2 separate regions of the Rattus norvegicus genome follow, and region 1 is linked to region 2. The links are chromatin contacts, called in public Hi-C maps. All regions are on one chromosome and are shown on one strand. Each heading gives the region's core, a stretch centred on a gene start, on an enhancer-like site or on the middle of the called end of the contact. The rest is flanking DNA. Distances are from core to core; before and after follow the strand shown.

The links. Hi-C and Micro-C count contacts between places; a contact is called where the count stands out from the background.
Region 1: a Hi-C map of liver shows a contact between it and region 2, with 5 times the contacts expected there. The contact joins two enhancer-like sites. A contact is called at or near these places in 8 of 12 Hi-C or Micro-C datasets (the Rat2 cell line, Schwann cells, frontal cortex and 4 more).

Annotation. Positions count from the first base shown.
Region 1 is chr12:37,372,733-37,378,573 of GRCr8, reverse strand. No RefSeq gene overlaps it. Among named protein-coding and RNA genes, the nearest start is that of Rpl27l5, 65 kb to the left of the region's middle. Within about 2 kb of position 3,708, at least 5 of the 93 cell types and tissues checked have an H3K27ac peak or open chromatin away from gene starts, as enhancers often do. A contact at or near this core is called in liver, where this site is marked.
Region 2 is chr12:37,024,587-37,030,838 of GRCr8, reverse strand. LOC120095963 (a long non-coding RNA gene) reads left to right here. Exons shown (of 3, transcript XR_005491951.2): 3 at 882-1,624. Among named protein-coding and RNA genes, the nearest start is that of Scarb1, 70 kb to the right of the region's middle. Within about 2 kb of position 3,883, at least 35 of the 93 cell types and tissues checked have an H3K27ac peak or open chromatin away from gene starts, as enhancers often do. A contact at or near this core is called in liver, where this site is marked.

The DNA.
Region 1 (5,841 bases), core at 2,459-4,958, 350 kb before region 2:
TCCAGGCTGGCCTCGAACTCAGAGATAACCTGTCTCTGCCTCTCAAGTGCTGGGATTAAAGGCGAGTACCACTATTAAAACTTGTGTCCTCACAAGGCCCTGGGTTCGGTCCCCAGCTCCGAAAAAAAGAACCAAAAAAAAAAAAAAAAAAAACTTGTGTCCAGCTTTTTTAAACCTTCATGAACTCGGGCACTCACAGATGTTGACAGAGTCGAGATATTCTCGTACCTTGCTGAGGTGTAACATACGTAAACAGCCTACATCGAAGGTGTGTAATGTGATAGGGTGTGACAGACCCCATGAAACCATCATGATCTAGACAGCTTTTCATCAGGCTCAACTAGGAGATTCTATTCTTCTCAAGTGTTAAATGATTGGTTGAATACACATTTAAAGTATATGTGTTGGGTTAAAGGCTCCGGGTTAAAGTTTAAGTATCGGGTTGGGGATTTAGCTCAGTGGTAGAGCGCTTGCCTAGGAAGCGCAAGGCCCTGGGTTCGGTCGCCAGCTCCAAAAAAAAAAGAACCAAAAAGTTTAAGTATCACTGACTCTTTATCTTTGTAATCAAACATTTGGAAGAAGCAACTTTAAGGAGCAAGGATTGACCCTGGCTCATGGCTCAACAAGGATTGGTCTTGGCTCACAGTTTAAGGGAGCACAGTACATCATGGCGGGGATGGGGAGGAGGCTTGGCTCACAGTTTAAGGGATCACAGTGCATCATGGGGAGCAGGGTGAGAGGAAGGCATGGCAGCAGCAGCTTGCTCACATCTGGGCAAGTCAGGAAGCAGAGAGAAAGCTGGAAGCAGAGCCAGGTTATAACCCTCAAGGCTTGTCTGCTTGTCTCCCAGGCACCTACTTCCTCCAGTGAGGCCCTACCTCCTAAGCTTCCATAATGTCTTCCAACAGAACCACCAGCCTGAGATTGAGTATTTATATATAGTAGGTGAGCCAGTAAGGAAGTTTCACAGTTAAACCAGGGCAGCATACAACCCGGAAGCATCTAATTACATTGTTACAAGTCAAGTCAGTTAACCTGGAGCTGGGGCTTCCCTAGCCCTCTGCTCATCTCCCTTGTTTAGAATCTGAGCTCCAGAGAGAGGAAGTGACATCACTGTCTGAAGACCAAGCTGCAGAGCATCCAGGGTATTTGGCTTCCCCGCTGATGATGACTCTTGGGATCCCTCCACAGCGTCTTCCCGAGAGGAGAAACAGGAAAGACCTTTAACCCCATGGGGGGGGGGGGCAGGTGTCATCAATCTCCCAGATGAACTGGTTTGTGTCTGCAAGTGACAGAAAGCCCTCCTGGGCTAACCACTGAGAGAATTCACTGCCGTATTTGACACAACTGGACTGTACTTGACTGACTATTGTTCAGGCCTTTGCCTTTCTAACCCTTGCCTCCAGACTCCCTTGGTGAGCCAGGTCTCTTTTTGGTGGCCACCCCAATGGCACTCTCCACAGTGGTCACAAGATGGCAGCTCCAGTGCCAGAGTTTTGAAGAGGAGAGGCTCCCAATGTGTCCCTTAACCTATGACAATTACTGTGCCTCTGGCTCTGTGGGTCCCTCCTGCCTGGAAGGAGCCTTGTCTGCACCCACGGTTTGAGAGTCCAGCAGCAGGTGGATCTCCAGAGGGAAACTGAAATCACGTTCCTGAGGAATTCTTTTGGTGCTAACATGTGGTCTTTAAGGATTTCAACCTGACTTAACCTGTGTTGTCCCAGGTCTTAAGGGCTCATCTATGACGCGTCTACACAAGCAGTCATCTGACTTTCTACTTCATATCTCTGTTCTCTCTCTCTCTCTCTCTCTCTCTCTCTCTCTCTCTCTCTCTCTGTGTGTGTGTGTGTGTGTGTGTGTGTGTGTGTGTGTGTGTGTGTGTGTGTATGGGCAAGCGTGTATTACATGTAGATGTGGAGGTCAGAAGTCAAAGTCCGGTGTTCACTCCTCACCCTTTTTTTTTTTTTTCTACAGGGTCTCTCCCTGAACCTGAGCCTTCCTTACTGATTGGCTAGACCTGCTGGCTAGTGAGATCTGGGGACCCTCCTGTCTCTCCCTCCCCAGAACACCCAGCTTTTATACAGGTGCTAAGGATCAACCTCAGGCCCTCACTGTTGCTTGGAAAGTGCTTCCCAGACTGAGCCATCAGCTTCCCAGCTCCTGCCACATTCTTCACAAGTCATAAAACCCTTTCCCATCCAGAGTGGACCCAAGGCAACTTTTATCACCCCACCCCCCAATTTAATTAAATCAACGAAGTAATGCTGTCAGGCCCTAAGATATGGGGAAGTGTGAGTTTCACAAAGGGGTGCCTGAGTTTTTAATAGACTAGACTTCTGCTGTAAATGAAAGCAATGTTGAATTCCTCAGTGATCCTAGCAAAGGAGGAAAGAGAGAAGAAAGTGGGGGGCTGAGTTCTTTTGTCTCCTCATTAGTGCTGGTGGAATTTAAAGATTCTTCCAACACTTACTTAGCCACGAGGCCTGGAAGGAAGGGTCTAGAACAATCATTAAAAGGCATCTGGGGTTTATCTCCTTTTCCCCAAATCAGTGTAGCCTTGGACCCACAAAGAGGGAGCTCTCCCAGGGGGAAGGCTACCCAGAAAGAGTCCCCTGCTGCTAGGATGGTACCTTGTGACACATTCTCAGGTACAGTACTGAGGGGACTTCCCCTCCCATCTTAACAGGGCCTGGGGCTGGAGCTCTGTGAGTGATGTCACTGAAGCTCGGAGACTTTCTTCCCTTCTGTTTTTAATCTGCTGTCACCCTGTTGAGTTTAAGACAGAGCTTTATTCTGAACACCTCTGTTCTCTCTCTGCTGGTGGGACGGTTCTGAAGGGGACCAGGAGATGTCTCAGGAGTCATGACAAAACCTACAGGTCCTCCAGCAAGGGGAGATGGGGCCACATGGAGTGACCGTGTATTTTGGGTTGTACTGGAATGTGTTTGGAAAGGCAAGAAGGGAGATAAAAATCAAAACTCAAAGCTTCTAAATGTTTCTCAGCTGCCCTTGACAGTCGTGCCTGCTATGGTCACCACCCGGATCTAGACTTGTCACTAGCTCATGTTCAGCTGCCTGTGCCTGAGCCTGAAGTGCCCTCCTCCAAGCCCCTCACTTTGTCTAGCCATCAGCAGGGACTACAGCCACTACCGCAACCAATGCCTCTGGGCAGGTGGCAGATATATACCCCACCCCCAACCTCGTTCCCTCTGTCTTCTATTGGCCTGAATTGTTGTTTTTTACATGGTGTTTGTTTGCTTTGAAGTAGTGCTAACCTTATGGAATGTTGTAGCTGGTCACAGGGGGAACATACCTGCAAGCCCATTACTAGGAAGGCTGAGGCAGGAGGATCACTGAGAGTTCAGAGCCAGTCTGGGTTACAGAGTGAATAATGAATGAGTTAGTACTGGGCTAACCTGGGCTAGCCGAGATGTGAGATGGGCTAGCCTGGGAGTGAGATGCCCAGTCCAAAGAAAACAAACAGTAGATAGATAGATAGATAGATAGATAGATAGATAGATAGATAGATGGATGGATAGACAGACAGGCAGATGGACAGACAGACAGACAGGGTGCAGCATAGCTGAGAATGCCCAATCATGGTTCTGTTTACATCCCACAGTGTTGAAATCTTACACAGTTAAGGGCAAGGTTCAGTATCAAGAGCACCCATGGGCACCATTCTTCCGACTGAAACTGCCAACCGCAGTCCCTCCTTTTTCTGTTGAAGTCCTTGCCCTGGCCTAGGATCTGATTCAGAACCCTGTGTATCTTTTTTATCTCCACCCACGCCGTTTCTCAATGTTCCATGACCTCAACACTCTCAGAGAGTCGGTCAGCAGTTCTGAGACAGGCGCACGTGTTCTGTCTGCATTTTCCCTTGTTCCGGTGAGGTTATGTGTGTGCCTGAACCGGACAGAGGTGACCCCCATCCCTCTCAGGCACCACACTGGGGCAGATGACATCAGCCTTACTGCCCAGATATTGACCTTGATCTTGGCCAAGGTGGTGCCAGCCACTTTTTTCTATGTTACATCCCTCTCCTCTCCTTGGTATGCTCTAACTGCCTCAGGAGAGGTGTTCTGAGACCTTGTGACACTCCGCCCGATACATAGCTTCCCACTCCTGATTTTAGAAGGCACCGACCGCAAGGGCGGTGTTTACCTGGCACTTGGGTGTTCCCTTCATTAATTTATTTGGAATTTATTGATTTATTGTCATACTGGGAAGAGCAGTGACAGGTTGAAGGCAGAGGGTCAAAGTATTCACCAGACAGGAATGGACAGAGACAATTTATTAAGAAAATACGCTGCAAGGAGAGACGGAGACTCAGAGCGCGCTGGCTGGAGCACCGCCCTTGGGAGCTTTCTGACAGGCCTTTCATTTGCCGGAATGCTGTTAATCTCAGTTTTCTTACAAGATTAGCATTTGGGGTGGGGGCCCCATGGGGCATAGGACTTGGGTTGTGTTTGTGTGAAATGTCCCAAGTCACAGGTCAGGTTGGAGTAACTCTTGAATGTTAAAGTGTGGTGGGTTCTGCTTGACCGTGATCTCCTTTAGTCTCCACATTCAACCCCTGACAGGTCAGCAGGGGCAAACCACTGACAAGGGATGGAGACTGTCTCCCGGGGCAGCATCAGACCTGAGTGGACATCAGGACCTCGAATGATCAGTCAACATGGGGTGCAGGGCTGTGAGGTAGAGAAGGCTCCAGGTGCATCTTGGGATGGGGCAATGACTATGCAGGTTGTAACGTCACTTGGAGGGCCAAAAGGTCATCAGTGGTGGGGGCTGATGTTGACGGTATTGGCTGATGTCCCCGAGACTGCACCATCAGGAGTTCATACTAACGTCCAGGCCTGGGCTCTGGAGATTAAAATGACAACAGGTTAATAACATTGGCAGTGTACAAGTTCAGGAGGGACAATGATCAGGGAAGCAGCCACAGCCCTTTTCCACAGAAGCCAACTGTCACTCAGAGGCGCTTTCTCTGGTCTGTTCCAGTAAATATTCTTGGAATTTTTAATTTTTTTTTCTTTTTTCTTTTTTTCGGAGCTGGGGACCGAACCCAGGGCCTTGTGCTTGCTAGGCAAGTGCTCTACCGCTGAGCTAAATCCCCAACCCCGAAATTTTTAATTTTAGTGTGTGTGTGTGTGTGTGTGTGTATTTGTGTGTGTATGTGTGTGTGTGTGTGTGTGCGTGTGCGTGTGTGTCTGTAAACATGCCATGGGTTGCAAATGGAAGTTAGACAACAGCTTGTAGGAGCAGAATCTCCCCTTCTTCCCGTGGGGTTCCAGGGCTTGAACTCAGGTCATCAGGCTTGGCAGCAAGCACCTTTCCCTGCTGAGCCACATTGCTGGCCCTGAGGGTACTCGGGCCTCACACCCTCAGCTTGTTCCCATCTTTCTTAGCATATTTATGATGAAATCTGATTCCAGTGCTTTAACGTCTCCACTTAGCATTTATTGGACTCCATCTTTGGGAAGAGCTGTCCATTCAGGGTTCGATCCCTCAGGATCCCAAGCTGCCCAGCACTCGTTTGAAGAACACGTTAATACCCCTTACACAATAGCACCTAACTTGACACAGAGCACTGTCACAAGTGTCCCTCTCTTCCACCACCTCGAGCTCCCCTGATGTCAGTGTACCCTGCTCTTCCCCACAGTATAACAATGCCCTAACCTGGTTCTCAGGGAGACCATCCCATACTCTGTAATCTTCGTCTTCATACAGGGGACAGGAGCTGAGGCCTGGCTTCTGCAGTGGTCAGCTGAACAGCTCCACAGTAAACCAGCTGAGGCTGCGGCAAACACCAGAAGAAACCTTCTCCCCGCTTGTCCC
Region 2 (6,252 bases), core at 2,634-5,133:
AGCAACTACTCAAGTAATGACAAGATCTCATGGATGTAGAAACCAGAGGCTAGCTGCTAGCTTTGATCTCACTGAGTAGGTAGTGGCCAGAACCTGCAATTTTTATTTTATTGTAAAAATTTAGTGTATGCATATGTATCTCTCTGTATGTGAATGTGTGCACACATGAATGCAATACCCACAGTGGCCAGGAGAAGGCGCCAGACTTTTCCTGGACCTGGAGTTACACGTGAGTCGGTACTGGGAACTAAACTCCGGTCCCCTGCAGGAGCTCCAAAGTGTTCTTAACTGCTGAGCTGTTTCTCCAGCCCCCATAATCTGCCATTTTGTAGTCTTCAAGGACATAGATCTCAATAACCATTTCAAAATCACCCCAAGGACGACTGTAGGACCTGAGCCCCAGGTTTACTTTGGAGATGCCCGTCTCAGTGCCTGGCTTCCTGGGCTGAAGAACTGTCACTATTTGCATAGACATTGTCTGCAAGCCCTATACTCTGACAACACGACACAGCGTCTGTGTGTGGGAGCTGAAGATAGTTTTTTTTTTTTTTTTTTAAGTGTAATAGAGAGTTTACTTGAAGGCATGGGAGAGGGGCATGTGAAGGGGCGTTGAGAAGGGAGGAGAGAGAGAGAGAGGGGGGGGGAGGGAGAGAGAGAGAGAGAGAGAGAGAGAGAGAGAGAGAGAGAGAGAGAGAGAGGAAGAGGCCGACCCAGAACACTTGGAGAGAGAGCGGGGGAGGGGAAAGAGGAGAGAGAGAAAAGGGTCAGAGGAAAAGTGGGGATAGCCTTTTAAATGCAAACATATCCAACTGTAGACCTTATGCAGCCCGGGTTTGTTACATTGTTTTTGTTTGTTTGTTTTTCACTCTTAACATGTCCAGAGCCTCGAAAAATAGATGTTCCTCCTCCGTCTCAAAACTGCCTCAGAAGCCTGGAGTAGTTGAGTATGCTGTCGGCTTCCTGACTAGAACCACAGCGACCCCTGGTGGCCATTCTCTGTACCTACATCTGCTTCAAGCTATTCCATGCTCCTGCTTGCTATTCCCACAACCTTTATTGCCCAACTGCCCTTGGCTACTGGGCCCACTCCCTCTCCCCAGGGGCATCCCTTAGCCAGCAGTCTCTGCCTCATGCTCTCTCCTTCTAGGGAACTCAGCCCCGCAGGATCCCAACACACAGAAAGTCACGGGGTCACTTGCTGAATGAGAGAATCTAAGCATTTCCTCAGAGTGAAAAGTGCTCCGCACACAGCAGGTGCCTAATAGTTGCTTCCTGGAAGCTGGGCATCCCAGCGTTCTCACTGTAGTCCCATCTCTGGAGTGACTGCCCACACGCCCCTTTTTATTTCTTATTTATTTCGTAAATAAGTAATTGCTATGTAACCCAGGTTGGCTTCAAATTCATCGTTGCCCTGCTTCAGCCTGTTGAGGTCTGCACCACACTGCTGTTCACGGCCCAAGTCCTAATCATGAGCCCTGGGTTTTAGTTTCGGGGCTCCTGAACAAGCCTCTTAGTGTTAAGACCCTTTCAAATTCTAAAGATTAAGAAAGAAATATTTCTGGCGTGGGAGAGGCGCTCTGGAACACTCATAAAATAAAATTCCTTAAGGTTGCCCATCCCCGAATCAGTCTGTGGATAGTTAATGACGGGGTTTCCACCTCCCAAGAACCGAGGGACACTGGCCAACCTTACAGACGCCACGCGTCATCCTTTGTGTGCAACCCGCCCTCCAGTGGTCAGTTCTGGAATTGCACAGAAGTCGGTCCTGGATTTTTTTTTTTCTTTTTAACTGGATGCGGGTTGAGGGGGTTGTCTTCAGAATAGGGAAAAGCTACCTACGTGTTTAAGGACAAGCTGTAGCAGACGAAATCTCAGAAAGACTCCTGGGAAGAACAGAAGTGGAAGCCCAGGCTGCCTATGAGAGCCAGGAGCGGCCTGGCCGACCGTCCCACATACTCCAGGGACAGATCAAAACACGACGGTGTGGTGAACGCGAATGCAGGCAGAGGTTCCACCCACCTCCTTGGCTGTTCCACCCCCTGCAGAGGCTCTGGCTTTCGCTCATTGCTTTTTTTTCTTTTCCTGAGGTGGGCTTCACCTTCAGCCCAAATTGTCCTAGAACTCACGATCCCCTGGCTTCAGCCTCATGAATGCCGGGCTGACACCAAGGAGTCTGGCTCCATTTTGATTTGCCTAACAATAGTCTCATGCAGCCCAGGCTGGCTCTACCTTCTTGTGTACCTCATTTATTCCCTGAATTCCCGAGGCTTCTGTCACTGCCTCTTGGGTGCACTGTCTTAAAGGGGTGGGGGTTGCTCGGGTCTGGGACTCGGCCGTGCCCCTTAAAAGAAGCAGCAGGAGAGCAAAACCATCTGAGAGGAAGGGTGTTGGTTGGGCGACTCCGGAGACCTGCACCCCACCCCAGGACCCTGGTGCCAAGCACACAGCGGGCTCCGGGCAGATATTTCCTGAAAAAGTTGACGTGCTCCAGGGTCACATACCAGAGTTTCCATCACAATGCCAGGGCTGGAGGCAGGGGCCGTACTCCAACAACCAGAGTTAAGATTCCATAGCATCCTGGCATCAACTGGGGTACAAAAGCACTGTAGGGGTGCTGAGGTGAAAAAACTGAGTGAGCAGTTATCACGGGTCGGGTGGGGGCATCCTAGTTTCATTTCTATCTCTGTGACAAGAGTAGCATGGAGAAACAAGGGACATTTCACTTACAGTTTCAAGTCTATTATTCCGGGGAGGTACAGGCAGGGACTCAGGCAGTGAGTCACATCACATCCACAGTCAGGAGCAGAGAGGAAATGGGACACACCCATGGTGCCTGCTTGCTCATGCTCAGCTAATTTTCTTCACTCTTACACAGGTCAGGACCCGGCCTAGGGAATGGCACCGCCCACAGTCGGGGTGAATCTTCCCACTTTAATTAACGATCAAGGCAAATACTCACACATGGGCCCCCCGAGACCAGTTTGATCTGTGTAGTTCCTCTCTGAGGGATTCTCTCTCCCTCACCCTTTCTTCCCAAGTGATTCTACGTTGTGTCAAGTTGACATCTTTAATTTACCAGCACGGAGGGCTTCCCATAGGAGGCAGGAGAACTAGGGATAGGGTAGCTGATGAAAGTGAGGCCTGGGTGAGGCAGGAGATGATCGAGGTGACACACCCTCCATTGGTAGCATAGGAGGTGGTGACAGTGTACAGAGCATCCTCCGAGAACTAGGAGCTACTGGATACTGAAGGGCCTGCAGGTTTAAGGGCTGTGTGTCACATGAACATAGAATTCTGGGCAAACTAGGCCCAGCATCTCACAGACACATGGCTTCTTCCTCTTTGAAAATTTAATTCTTGAAGCCAGGTGTGGCGAATGCCTTTGATCCCAGCACTTGGGAGGCAGACACAGGTGGATCTCTGACTTCAAGGCCAGCCTGGCTACACAGAAGAATCCTGTCTCAAAAAACAAAAACAAAACAGAAAACAAACAACAAAAACAAAAACAAAAGAGGAGGGGCTGGAGGGATAGCTCAGCTAATAACGTGGAAATAAACACAAGGATGTGAGTCCGAGTCCTGAGAGAGAGGGAGGGAGGGAGGGAGGGAGGGAGGGAGGGAGAGAGAGAGAGAGAGAGAGAGAGAGAGAGAGAGAGAGAGAGAGAGAGAGAGAGAGAGAGAGAGAGAGAGAGAGAGAGAGAGAGAGAGGGAGGGAGAGAGAGAGCGCGCGCCCAAGCCCAAACCAAAAGGATCCTTTTCCAGGAGCCAGCAGGGGGCGCTATAAGCGGCTGTTCCCTTTTGGGGCTTTGGGGCCTCCGCACAGCACAGACCTCTTCTACACACACACCCATGGGGGAGCCTTCCCACACTAGTTCCCAGAAGGCTGCAGATTGGGCAACCAGCTTTTGCAAGCGGGTTATTTCCATTCTCTGGCTTTCTATAAATGTGGAGAGAGATCAGTGGGTGTGCCGGTCCACAGGGTAAAAATACCCGGGTGATTGACGGCTGACAATAGGTGGCAGCCATCCGATCCCTGCGTACTGCTCTGCAGGGGAGGCGTCCCCGCAGCCAACTGGACAGGCGCCCCGCTGCCTGGTTCCTTCTGAGAATATTTGGAACAGACAGAGCTTGCCTGCTGCCAAATGTTACACACTGAGAGGAAGGTCAGTGTGTATATAGAGGTGGGGAGGTAGCGCTGGGGAAGTGGAACTTGAACCTCAAGCTTTGCTTTGCTCTGCTCTGCTTTGTTTTGTTTTGTTTTGTTTTGTTTTGTTTTGTTTTGGTTTTGAGACAGGGTTTCTCTGTGTAACCCCGGCCATCTTGGAACTCACTCTGTAGACCAGGCTGGCCTTGAACTCAAGAGATCCACCTGCCTCTGCCTCTGGAGTTCTGGGATTAGAAGAATGTTACCACCACCTCACTACTTTTGGCTTGGGGGGGGGTTGTTTTGTTTTTATTTAAGAGGGAATCTCACTACATAGTCTAGCTGGCTTGTACCTTGCTGTGTAAACCGAGTTAGCCTCGAATTCACAGAGATCCTCTGTCTTCTGAGTGCTGGGATTAAAGGATTGTGCCATCACACCATCACAACACCTCCTCCTCCTCCTCCTCCTCCTCCTCCTCCTCCTTCTCCTCCTCTTCCTCCTCCCCCCTCCTCCCCCACTTTCTTCTTCCACCAGTTCTTACATAGCCTCAGGCTGGTCTTGAACTTGTGATGTAGCTCGAAATGACCTTGAACTTCTGATCTTCTTGCCTCTACCTCACACCTTTGCCCGCAGTTCATTCGATGCCGGGGATCTATCCCAAAGCTTTTTGCCCGCTAGGTGAACAGTCTGCCCACTGAACTCCAGTTCCAGTCCCTACTCTGTGTACACTTGAGCAGTGGGTCCTCAGATAGGACCATGCATTAAAACTCACAGAAGCACATAGATTCTTCCATTCTGTGTGCAGGGAAACTTCATAAACTACGTGTGGCAGAAAAGGCCGCCCGAGACAATGTCCACAGTCAGCAAAACATGACAGGCTAATGAGGCCAGACCTAGTGACTAGAGTGGGGTGTCCTGTTAGGGGCTGAATGTGTTTAGTCCCTTACCCAGTGAAAGGAGATCTGACCGCATGGGGCTCTGTTTGCTGGTAACAGATTAAGGTGGAGGGAGGTCCCAGGCCAGAGTTGAGTTTCCACACACCTATAAAAGCCAAGTAAAGGGGTTGGGGATTTGGCTCAGTGGCAGAGCGCTTGCCTAGCAAGCGCAAGGCCCTGGGTTCGGTCCTCAGCTCCGAAAAAAAGAAAAAAGAAAAAAAAAAAAAAGCAGCCATGTAAGACACAGACACCTGCAGGGCAGGGGACAAACATCCCCAGAACCCCAGCCAGCCTGACCCAACCTTCCTGAGCCTCCAGACTCCTGAGCATGGGTGTCTGCCTGAGTCCTCCTGCCCTCTGTCTGTGGTGCAATAGAAGCAGGCACAGAAACCAGACCAGGAAAGTCACAAGGAACCCAGGCAGAGGTGCATGTCTCTGGTCCCAGCCATGCAGAAGGATAAGGCCAGAAGATTCCTTGAGCCCAGAAGTTCCCAACCAACCTGAGTAGCACAGAAAGGCTGTTTATCCCCAGTCATAGAAATAATAAATCTGGTGCACACCTTTAATCCCAGCACTTAGGAGGCAGAGGCAGGTGGATCTGTGAGTTCGAGACCAGCCTGGTCTATGGAGTGAGTTCTAGGACAGCCTGGGCTACAGAGAGAAACCCTGTCTTGGAGAAAAGAAATCTGGATATGGTGGGGGTATGCCTGCCATCCCAGCATTTGGGGCAGAGAGGCAAGAGGATGACAGGTTCCAGCCCAACTTTTCCTAACAAAGGTAGAACCTGTCTTACAAAACAAAACAAAAAAAAATATTAGCTTCACGTAGAGGTTTGTGTCCCACAGCATAATGGAGTGAATAATATGAGGTAGAAGAAAACTTTCAATGGCTCTAGGGCAGGAAGTAAGCAGTGCCAGTTGAAGAAGAAGTGCAGGGCCAGCGAGATGGCTCAGCGGGTTGAGGAGCTTGCTGCCAAACTGGAGGAACTGAGTTCAACACCCCCCCCTCACCTCCCAGGATCCACATGGTGAAGACAGAACCAATTCTTGCAGGTCACCCTCTGACCTACACATCTGTGCCATGGCATGGACCCACACACAATAATAATTTTTTTCTAAGAAAGCAAGGGGGTGCAGACCATTGCAACCAGAGTGTCTTATGTATTTTTTTTAA